Regions from separate parts of the Mus musculus genome. Here region 2 is linked to region 1. Evidence: chromatin contacts called from public promoter capture Hi-C data. All regions are on one chromosome and are shown on one strand. Each heading gives the region's core, a stretch centred on a gene start, on an enhancer-like site or on the middle of the called end of the contact. The rest is flanking DNA. Distances are from core to core; before and after follow the strand shown.

The links. Promoter capture Hi-C pulls out the DNA fragments that hold promoters and counts their contacts.
Region 2: a contact with region 1 is called in a promoter capture Hi-C map of 3T3-L1-derived adipocytes, with 3 times the contacts expected there. The contact joins two enhancer-like sites. A contact is called at or near these places in 3 of 39 promoter capture datasets (3T3-L1-derived adipocytes, the C10 cell line and pre-B cells) and 1 of 115 datasets of contacts at active chromatin or transcription factors (large pre-B cells).

What each region holds. Positions count from the first base shown.
Region 1 is chr3:59,199,803-59,205,742 of GRCm38.p6, reverse strand. All of the region lies in intron 15 of Med12l (mediator complex subunit 12-like), which reads right to left. Among named protein-coding and RNA genes, the nearest start is that of Gpr87, 7.7 kb to the right of the region's middle. Within about 2 kb of position 3,647, at least 35 of the 459 cell types and tissues checked have an H3K27ac peak or open chromatin away from gene starts, as enhancers often do.
Region 2 is chr3:59,673,699-59,679,638 of GRCm38.p6, reverse strand. No RefSeq gene overlaps it. Among named protein-coding and RNA genes, the nearest start is that of Gm5709, 41 kb to the right of the region's middle. Within about 2 kb of position 3,473, at least 10 of the 459 cell types and tissues checked have an H3K27ac peak or open chromatin away from gene starts, as enhancers often do.

The DNA of each region.
Region 1 (5,940 bases), core at 2,398-4,897:
TCTATGAAGGCCCGTACTTCCCATTGAAACTGACTGGCAATCCAGCCGTCATGGGACTCACATAATCCTACTTTCTAAATATAGGATGCTGAGGCAGGAGGATGAAGTTGAGGCCAGCCTGGTCTACAGAGAGAGTTACAAAGTTCAGACCACCCTGAGCTACATAAAAACAACTGACTTGCTGCCCAGCCCTCTTAGAAATGAGTGTCTAAGGTTAGATTAATCAACCAGAGACAAAGCAACATTGTTAGTAAGAGAGCAGGGCAGACACAAGGCAGGGGCAGGTAAAGGACTTGATGACCTGGGAAGACGAGGCCTCTCAAGGGGCATCAGCTGTTTAATAGCAAATGTTGACACTGCAGGCAATTCAGACTGCTCACTGGAAGCAACAGTCGGAGTAAAACCAGAAGTACTGAAAACAAGTGTATTACGTCATACTTCTTATTAACCAGGCAGGCAGACAAAGCTGTCAACACATTCCATCACTTAGCAGTCCCAGGACGCGTATAAAGCGTTCTCATTACTTTCCTTTTAAGAGATGAAGTTGAGAAACTGAAAGACTAGGTCACCTGCATGAAGTCACGGAGCTCAGCATGGCTGAGGACCCTAAGTTAGACTCTAGCTTTTAAGCCTATCTTAAATGACAACACTCTCAAGAGAAAGCACAACTTCAGTTTCCCAATCTATGCCTTGTACGTTTTATAACTCTCATCGCTACTCTCACAATCCCTGCCTCTTCCAAATTAACATCATCATGTGTGGGCTACAGGCAGCCCAGGAAGTGCTAGCTGATAAGCCCAGACCTATAAGTTAACGAGGGCCTCCTGTTCCAGGACCTTCCCACCCTACTCCCATGCCCAAATGCCTGTGGTGTGCCAGCACTCTGCTGCTGGACACTTTAAAAGGATCACTGTTCGTGTGTGTGTGTGTGTGTGTGTGTTTGTGTTTGTGTCTATGTGTGTCTGTGTGTGTCTGAATGTGTGTTTGCACATGTGTGGGCACACATGAATATGCATGTAGAGGCTTGAGTTTACCACAGAGCATCTTTCTTGATCACTTTCCACGTTACATATTAGGGCAGGGTCTTTGCTGAGCCTAGAGCGTATCGATCAAGGTACTCCAACTAGCCAACTCCTGTGCTCTGGGATTACAGGTCACCCTGCTTACCCAGCTTTTATGTGGGTTCTGGAGCTACAAATGCCTGCTTTACCAGGAGCCATTCCCCTGCCCTCGCTTCCCCTTTGTAACTGTCACCACATCCTTGAAGCAGATCCTATGCGTTTGCCTGCTGGTAAAGGGAAATATGAAAGTCAAAGTGCAGAGAAGACAGGTGCTGTGCCATTGGTGTGTGGCTCCCTGATGGCAAGCATGGATACAGCTCATCCTGACACCTAGACAAGCAGCCGCAAGACCAGAACCTGCACTGCTCTGCACAAACGGCAGGAGGGCAAACAGAATTCCAAGGAGGCTGATATCAGCCCCACTGGTGAACAGTGAGGAAGTGGCCCCTGGAGAGGAAAAGGGGAGAAGTCTTTATGTAAATGGATTTTATCACCCTTGCAAGAAGAGAGGGTCAATCCCAGCACCCTGGTCTACCCTGGGCTAGCTGGGTGTCTCACCAGATGAGTTCCTGAGGGAAATAAAAGCCCCAAGTTGGATTCACATGCTCACTAGGCCAGTCATCCTGTACATGCTCGGCTCAAGGCTGATCTCTAAGGCTGCACCCAAGTATGGAATGCAAACCACAATGAGTGGGAGGAGGTGCTACGTGAGGCATGGTTATCAAACCACAGAGGTGTGAAAAGGGTTGGAGGTTTGAAAAGACTAATTTCAAAGCGAGGAATTAAAGAAGGGCTCATGAGAGAGGAGCGTTTGAACTAGAATTTGAAGGCAAACAAAACACTTAGAGGAGAGTGCTGTGCAGCACACTGGATAACCAATGACCCCAGGAGGGACACAAGCACACGGTTGCAGTCCCACAACCTGTCAACGCACAAAGTGAGCAGAAAGAAGCTCAGGACCCAACCTGGGAGCATGTTACAGGCACCTGGATTTCTCTAATGAGCCTCCGAGGCTTCTGAGATGCAGAAGCACATGGTATGGAATGTGTTTCTGGAAAAAACAAAAAACGTGTGCATCTTGAAGACTCTCAATTTAACTGAAAGAGACCAACACTAGAAGGTCATCTTTCATCTGTGCAGGCCTGAGCAGGAAGGAGACAGATCTCTGACAATTAGATCAGGGAAGGGCCAAGGATGATAAAAGACAATGTTAGCTTTTTCCTCGCCCTCCTGAGCTGAAACAAAGTCATGGTGAGCTTTTCCTCCAGCCAACCGGGCCCTACGTGAAGCTGACCAATCCAGGCTGGTTAGATACTTCCAAAGCCAGTGCTATCACTACTGCTTCTATTTAAATTTGTCCACATTGATCAACCCAAAGTTAGGGGAAGGGATCCATTCTGGGCTACCCCAACCACTTAAAACCTCTGCCCTTTAAGGAAGAATAGATTTTTAGCCCCCAGGTCTCCTCTCTGCTTTGCTGTGAGTGCATACGTGTGTATGTGTGTGTGTGTGTGTGTGTGTATGTGTGTGTGTGTGTGTGTGTGTGTGTGTGTGCATATGTGTGTCTGTGTTTCATTTTTAATAAAGTTTGTTACCTGTTGCTGTCTGTTGTGTCTAAGCTTTTTCCTGCCTTCTAATTCAATTTAGTTGTTAGACAAACTAAACCCTGTTCAGCCCCCCTACATGGTAGCACATGGACTGGAGGTATTTTCAAGGGGATAAGTTGTGAGTTCAGAACCCAAGGTCACTTGGGGAATTCTATGTACAGTATGCTTGTGATTAATATGCAAAACCTGTACTCAAAGGAGTTCACTGTAAGTACAGCCATCCTCCGCCAAGGTAAGAGGCAACTGTTGTAGAGGCCCTTAGATGGGATGAAGTAGTGAGTCGTGAAGAAAGGCAAATTGCTTATTTGGGGGGGAGGGGTCTCAAGCTCAGTTGTCATTGAGGAAGCCAAGACAAGAAGCCAAGACATAAAAGGCAAAATGTGGACAAAGGTTCTGAAGACAGGGCCTGACTTATCTAGCCAAGAGTTTTTCTGAGATGGGAAGAGAGACTAAGAATCAACTAACCTAAGAGGTCGTGTTGCACAGACCACACAGGAGAGGAGGACCAGAGGATGAATTGAGGTTGGGGTGTGGAATGTCCAAATTACTGGAAGACAAAAGAAGGAAGTGACAGTTACCCAAATCAAACTGTCTGTCTGTGGAGGTCACGGTAAGTAAACAGAGCTGGTGTGGTGGTGCTCCAGTTTGTGAATGGGAAGTGAGGGCAGACAAGTTAACTATTATCATTCTAAAGTATAAGTCCATTTAAAAGATTCAGAGTGACTATGGTCCACAAGAAATAACATTCAGAGCACTAATGAAATGGATAGATTTAGCCCTGTAATTACGTTGTCTGCCCATCTGGCTTAAGCTTTCCTCGTTGGCTATTACACTACTAAGAATGAATCTCAAGACATTAGAACTTCCCCAGAAATACACTGGTGGGAGGGGAAACAGCTGAAGCCTTGACTACATCAAGAGGAGAAACTTGTCTCGAAGAGAAATATATTCAAATTGTCAAAGACCTTGCAAGAGAGAGTCATCTTAAAGAACAGACCTTGCCAGATAGACTCACCCTGCAGGAGAGACTGGGAGCAGAGGCAAGCAGGGAACCACACCTTGCCAGATTATGTAGTAAATGTTTTTCTTGCTTCTATTTAGACCCTACTCTCATGTCAAGAATCCAGGAGAAATCCTGGAGAAAGACTTGAAAGGGTCAATGGATCTCTCTGTCCCTCTTCCAAATGTGACCACAATGAACAAATCTCCCTTTTCTGCTTTTCACTATTAATTTGACTCCTTTAATTAGATTACTGGGGACAGGCAGCCAGTCCTGGTTGGCTGGGGCACAGGCTATGAGCCCTAAGTCTAGCAACAGAACCTGCCTAGTTACATGATAGTTAGGCCACCATGAGAGGCCCCTATACGGTGATTACCTGAATCCTGACTGCTTTGCCCCATTCTCAGAAGGATCTGCAGAAAAAGAGGTTGAGCAAGGGAAGCTAGGGAGGAAAGAGAAAGGGAAGTGTCAGAACATAGACAAAAAACAGGACAGACGTTAAAACAGTAAACGAGAAACAAAGGAGGAAGACCGCAGTAAGAACATGAAAGAGACAGAAACCCAAGTTTAAGACTTCAAGTGCATATGTAATTCTGCTTTGAATATCTTCATATCTTTGTTTTTTATGTTGAAATGCCTGTAAAGAAAGAAACTAAGAGTGTTCCAAGATTCCCTGGTTCACCACTAAAGACGAACTGGAGCTTACTAAAGGCAACTGAAATGCTAAGGGGATGGCATAACTTCTGTGTGGAGGATCTTCACCCTTTAACCATCTCACATCCCCAAGCATAAAGACATACCTGCCTTCCCTGTTTATTTCAGCTATCGCCCCTATGCCTTCCACCAAGAAAAATGGAAGAGCAACCAAATTATAAACAACATAACTCTCATGTACACATTCTCTTGCTTCGTTACAGGCATCTTCATGCCCTGGAAGACATTGAGGCTAAAGACCTCGCCCAAGTACAAATGCTGTGAAACAGACACTTGGATCCACACTGGAGTTGACCTGATCCCAGTTACCAGTTTTGTCACAGCCCAATATTAAAGCAAGACACACAGCCGAGAGATAGAAAGGATGCCAAACCTAAAAGAGTTACAGGGGAAGGACAAGAGCAGACTTGGCTATCTCCAGACTCAATCTCCAAAGCTTCCGTCCCCTTTAATCAACCACTATGAAGGATGTTCCCATACCAAAAAAGGTTGGGGCTTTTTGAAGACCTAATACATACAAGTCATTTCAAGTGACAGATTAAACATAGTAATTTAGGCATAGGGACCCAAAGATACCAATCTGGCCTAAGGGATATTAAAGGGTTTGTAATTATTACATACAGCACAAATGCACAGCTACTAGACATGAACTGCAGAATAACCTTCTATATAGAAACAAGCAGTAAGATTGTCTGAGGCTTTCACTACAATCTGTGCTCCAAGTTCTGATTATATGGGAAAGACGTGGATATTCAGTACACATCAATTAGCTGTGTGTGGCAAGTCAGGCCTGTAGTCCCAGCACTTGAAAGACTGAGGCAGGCAGGAGAATTGCCTTAAATTCAAGGGCCAGACTAGGGGACACAGGAAGACTCTACCTAAAAAACAAACCCAAAGGGACCAAGACCAGTCACCTGAAGCTGAGCTCACTTTCTTGCTTGTGGTCTTTGTTAGTGTGCTAGTCTTCAAAGGACTATCAGTCAGTATGTTTACATGCACACTTTACACGAGAGGGAACTGCACATACTGGAAATCACGGTGATAAAGGAAAGGAGCCTGTTCAAACCACTGTGTCTTCTAACATACAACAGGGAGCACTTTCCCAGGTTGACACCGAGGAACAAAAAGGAGGCATGGAGGAATGAGACCAGGTACAGCACAAGCAACATGCTCGGCGCCTCACACGGAGAGAGTTATGGGGGACAAAGAGCTCACGGGAGAGAGCAGAAAAGCTCATCTACAGTAATTCCGTCTTCTCTCCTTGAGTGTCTCTCTGTGTCTCTTTAAGAATTTATCATGGAAAAAAGCAAACCAAATATCTGTGATTAAACCAGGATCAATCATCATTTTGCAGACATTCAAACACAACATGACTTGCTCAAGTCATTCAAAATCCAAAAGAAAAGGTCAATTTACTCCTAGTGATATTTTTATTTAGTGATCTGTAAGTGACCCTTTTGCTCAAGAGCCACTGGACAGACCCAGCTAAACAGATGGTGCCAATTTTTCTTTAATCTTCTTAAAACACACACACACACACACACACACACACGTAAAG
Region 2 (5,940 bases), core at 2,224-4,723, 470 kb before region 1:
ATCTTTGACCAAGGAGCTAAAGCCATCCAGTGGAAAAAGGACAGCATTTTCAACAAATGGTGCTCACTCAACTGGCAGTTAACACGTACAAGAATGTGAATTGATCCATTCTTATCTCCTTGCACAAAGCTCAAGTCTAACTGGATCAAGGAATTCCCACATAAAACTAGAGACAGTGAAACGTATAGAGGAAAGAGTGGGGGAAAGCCTCATAGATATGGGCACAGGGGAAAAATTCCTGAACAGAACAGCAAAGGCTTGTGCTGTAAGATCAAGAATTGACAAATGAGACCTCATAAAATTGCAAAGCTTCTATAAGGCAAAAGACACTGTTTATAAGACAAAAAGGTCACCAACAGATTGGGAAAGAATCTTTACCAATTCTAAAACGGATAGGGGACTAATTTCCAATATATACAAAGATCTCAAGAAGCTGTACTCCAGAAAATCAAATAAGCCCATTAACAATGGGGCACAGAGCTAAACAAAGAATTCTCAACTGAGGAATGCTGAAGGAGTGAGAAACACTTGAAAAGATGTTCAACATCCTTAATCATCACGGAAATGCAAATCCAAACAACACTGAGATTCTACCTCACACCAGTCAGAATGGCTAAGATGAAAAATTCAGGTGACAGTAGATGCTGCTGAGAATGTGGTGAAAGAGGAACACTCCTCCATTGTTTGGGGGATTACGAGCTGGTACAAACACTCTGGAAATCAGTCTGGCAGTTCCTCTGAAAATTGGACATAGTACTACAGAAGGATCCAGCAATACCTCTCCTGAGCATATACTCAAAAGATGCTCCAACTTATACTAAGGACACATGCTCCACTAAGTTCATAGCAGCCTTATTTATAATATCCAGAAGCTGGAAAGAACCCAGATGTCCCTCAACAAAGGAATGGATACAGAAATTGTGGTACATTTACACAATGGAGTACAACTCAGCTCATTAAAAACAATAAATTTATGAAATTATTGGGCAAATGGATGGATCTTGAGGATATCATCCTCAGTGAGGTAACCCGATCACAAAAGAACTTACATGATATGTACTCACTGATAAGTGGATATTAGCCCAGAAACTTAGAATACCCAAAATATAATTTGCAAAACACATGAAACTCAAGAAGAAGGAAGACCAAAGTGTGGATACTTCATTCCTCCTTAGAATGGGGAACAAAATACCCATGGAGGGAGTTACAGAGACAAAGTTTGGAGCTGAGATGGAAGGAAGGACCCTCCAGAGACTGCCCCACCCGGGGATCCATTCCATAAACAGCCACCAAATGCAGACATTATTGCATATGCCAGCAAGATTTTGCTGAAAGGACTCTGATGTAGCTGTCTCATGTGAGGCTATGCCAGTGCCTGGCAAATACAGAAGTGGATGCTCACAGTCATCTATTGGAAAGAACACAGCCCCCCCCCCCAACCCCCAATGGAGGAGCTAGAGAAATTACCCAAGGAGCTGAAGGGGTCTGCAACCCTATAGCAGGAACAACAATATGAACTAACCAGTACCCTCAGAGCTTGTGTCTCTAGCTGCATAGGTAGCAGAAGATGGCCTAGTTGGCCATCATTGGGAGAAGAGGCCCTTGGTCTTGCAAAGATTATATGCCCCAGTACAGAGGAATGCCAGGGCCAAGGAGTGGGAGTGGGTGGGTTGGGAAGCAGGGCAGGGGGAGGGTATAGGGGACTTTAGGGATATCATTTGAAATGTAAATGAAGAAAATACCTAAAAAAAAAAAACAAGAAAAAGAAAAAAGAAATCTAGAAGACCTACTTTTCTAATTGTGCATACACCTGAAGGTAGTTTATGCTAGATGGGCCCATCACCCTTGATTTCAAAATGTGTATCAGGATATATTTGAATAGAAGTTGGAAATCAAGGGGCTGTGAAAAGAAATAATGTATTTACAGTGTTTAAAGCAGTACATGCAGTGTGATATAGGTGAGGGTTTTAGGTGTCTATGTGCATTGATAAGGAAAGGGTATATGTGTATAGAACATGCAGATAAGTGTTCTAAGTTTTCAAGAGCACTGGTAGAGGAGTTATGTGTAAGTAGTCCAAGCCCAATGGAGTTATAGATTGCTATTTTATGTTCTTTTCTGCCTCAATTGTTTTAAAAACATGAAAAAAGTCATGCATGATGATATATACTTATAATCCCAGCATGTAGGAAGCTCAGGCAAGAAGGTCATGATTTCATTCCAAGCCAAGGACACATAGTGAGTCAGAGGCCAGCTTGAGCTACATAGTGAGACCTTGCCTTAAAATAAAAATAAATAACTAAAATGAAAAATGGAAACATATATATGAAAGGCTAGCACACTAAATTTTAATAGGATTTATAATGTATTTATAATAGGATTCATTAATGAAAACATATTTTATATGTCACATGACAACCAAAGCTTTTTACTAACATAATTCATGGTGAATGGAGCTTAACTTGTTTAAGGCAATATAATTGACTATTTTAAGCATGACCTGAATAAATTTGGCATTACTAATCTACAGTTCTGGCTCATAGTTAAACATTCAATATAAAATTGGAAAATTATTCTAGGAATATTCCAGCTTTTTTATTGTATTCATCAGTGTTCCCAAAAAAAATGACAGAGACAGAAAGGTCACAGACTTCTGTCTGTGGAAACAAGATGTCTCAGTTCTTACAGTACTTCCTACACATACCTGGCAACTTGTGTTCAATCCCAGGAACACACATAAAGGTGGAAGGACAGAAGGAAATTCACACATTTGCCCTCTTTATCCATGCATGTGCCATGGCCCACTCATGTCTACATACATAATCAGACACACACAGTGAAAATGAATAAGTAAATACATTTTTAAATCAATTAAAAAAAAAGGAAGGCCTAACCAGCCATTTTAATCTTTGATGATGTGAAGAGACCATAAGCAATTCAGAGAGCCTCAAAATTCTAAAACTAGGGGAAGCATACACCAATAACCAATTCTCTTGAAAACAAGAGAGCTTTGTAAGTACCTTGCTTTAGCCCAGAAAGACCTAGTTCAGATCTCTAATCTAAATATCTATAAGATAAGTATATGTTGTTTCGTGTCACTGTTTGTTCCAGCAGTAACTGGGGACCACTATGTCTAACACAAGACCTAAGCATCCAACATTATCACTTCAGTATGCTCTAATTCCCAACTGGGGAAGTCAGAGGAAAGACAAATACTTGGGTTTTATAACAATGGCAAAATATATGTGATATTATGACTGAACTAAATGCATCAAAACATTTGGCACATAAACAGCGCTTGTGAACTGTTGTGTGTTTCATCATTAGTGCATGTATTAATATTCTCTTGTAAACTTGGCAATAGAGAAGATAATGTGGGAGCCTGGGTCTCTTGATGAGGTTTCCTGAGGACAACAGTGGAGGACTCTACATCTGGCATGAAACCCAAGAGAAGATAAACAAAAAACCCTGCCCTACTTTGCAACAGGAAACCACTAAGAGTATCATGGGATTTACTCTTATTCTAGCTAGCAAGGATGCATGACAGTCTGCTCAATATTTAAGGTTTATTAAGGAGAAATCATCAACTGTGTGAAACAAAGAAGCAGCAGGTCAGACTCTTCTGTCCCATGGAACTGGAACGTTCTCCATGGGCTGCTAGCTGTGTTGCTCTCAAATTTAAACCATATTACTTTCCATTCAACAGAACTTTACACGTTGCTGCTTTTTTTCTTTTGGTTTGTGGCTGTTTTGATGATTTTGTTTTTTCATATTTGGGGGCTGGGAGCAATTACCATGGCCTCCATCATTCCCACATTAAATCTACTCCATCACTTTTTACATTTACATATCAAATGTTATCTCCTTTCCTGTTTTTCCCTCTGCAAACCCCCTATCCCATTCCCCTCTTAACCAGCTTCTATGAGGGTATCCCCCACTCACCTACTTCCTCCCACCCCACTGCCCTAGAATTCCTCTACACTGTGACACCAGCCTTCACAGTACCAAGAGCCTCCCCTCCCGTTGATGCCAGATAAGGCATTCAGCTCCTTCAGTCCTAACTCCTCCATTGGGGTTCCTGTGCTCAGTCTGATGGTTGGCTATGAATCTCCACATCTGTATTGGTCAGGATCTGGCATAGCCTCAAAGGAGACAGCTGTATCACTCCTGGGCATATACCCAGAAGATGCTCCAACATGTAATAAGGACACATGCTCCACTATGTTCATAGCAGCCTTATTTATAATAGCCAGAAGCTGGAAACAACCCAGATGTCCCTCAATAGATGAATAGATACAAAAAAAAATGTGGTACATTTACACAATGGAATGCTACACAGTTATTAAAACAGTGAGTTCATAAAATTTGCAGACAAATGGATGGATTTGGAAAATATCATCCTGAGTGCGGTAAGTCAGTCACAAAAGACCACACACGGTATGCATTTACTAATAAGTGGGTATTAGGCAAAGTGTGTGGAATACTCCATCACTTTTTAAATCTTTAAAAGTTTTTAAATATTTGTACTTAAATAATAATCTATATACACAGTACAGAGACATACCATGTACCCTGGCCCAGTAACCAACTTTATTAAAAATTACTGTGATATATTTGCTTAAAGTTAATTATTTGGCTAATTGTCATTAATGGTTTAAGATCTTATAACAGCCATCATGTCTTACCAGTTTATGCCTTCCCAAGTAGACATTAAACTCTCTGATTAAATTATCAGTGTTTTCCCTCTAACTTATACATTTGTGACATTCTGTGTATAGTATTAAAAATTAGTGCTGACCTGAGCTCTACACATCAGATTTCCTCACTTTTTATCTAATATGATACAAAAAATAGTATACAAAAAAATCACATAATTTCATTACATCTACTAGATAGATGATTTTAGGTCTCTCTAAACAGAGATATTCTCTTTAAATTGCTTCTTAAAGTCAATATTTTTAGTTTTCATATTTAAAAGTTCACATTTTCAGTTATGAGATGAATACAACATATGCAAATTAGATTATAGAATGTATCTATATATCAATAAAATATAAATATGTTTGCATATAAATATTTGCAATGTACCTACCTGCATTCTCTTGAATAAAAACATAAATAAAGGCAAATCATATTGAATAAACATTGTTGCTAAAATACTCTGTTAAAAAAATATAACCTTCAGAAATCAGGTATGGAATAATTACTTTTCAATATAATTTTGCAATTCATACTTATTATATGATCATTGTATTCCTGCACATATATTCCATTTGATTAATTTATGTAAGCAAATAATTGAACTGAGAATTTATTTTCTAAATTAAGACAATGAATATTGGTGAAGGAAAGGTAGGGCTGTAGGACATGAGCAACAACAACAACAAAAATATGGGTGATGGGTAGAAGGGCACAAAAAGGCCCAGGAGATTGAGGAAAAAGAATCAGGAAGTCAACACAACATATTTTCTTGAAAAACGGCACAATGCAAATTACTACTGTATAGGCAAATTGAATTTTTAAAATATAAAATCATTTTATATTTTCATAATTACATATACTATAATAAAAATATAACTATGTATAAGCAAATATAATTATGTAGCAATATAGTTTAAAAACTATAAAAATTAAAATAAGAAATTCAAGTTGGATTTTTGTCAAAATGACTAAAAATATTAAACTGTATAGTAAATGTTGATTGTTATTCATAAAAATAAATGCTCTGGCAGTTTCTATAAATTTTGTATTGGTCACTGTAGTAAATTCTGATGATCTCATGAGTTTTGAAAAGTATTCCTCCAGGATTTTTAAGAATGCCTCTGCCTCTCAGCTGGGATTAATTTGTGCCTGTTCTGGGGAAAACAACTAAGAGTGCTATCATTTGGGGAACTGGAGAAAGATGCCCAGTGTTGCAATTCTCTAGACCCAGACTTAGTATT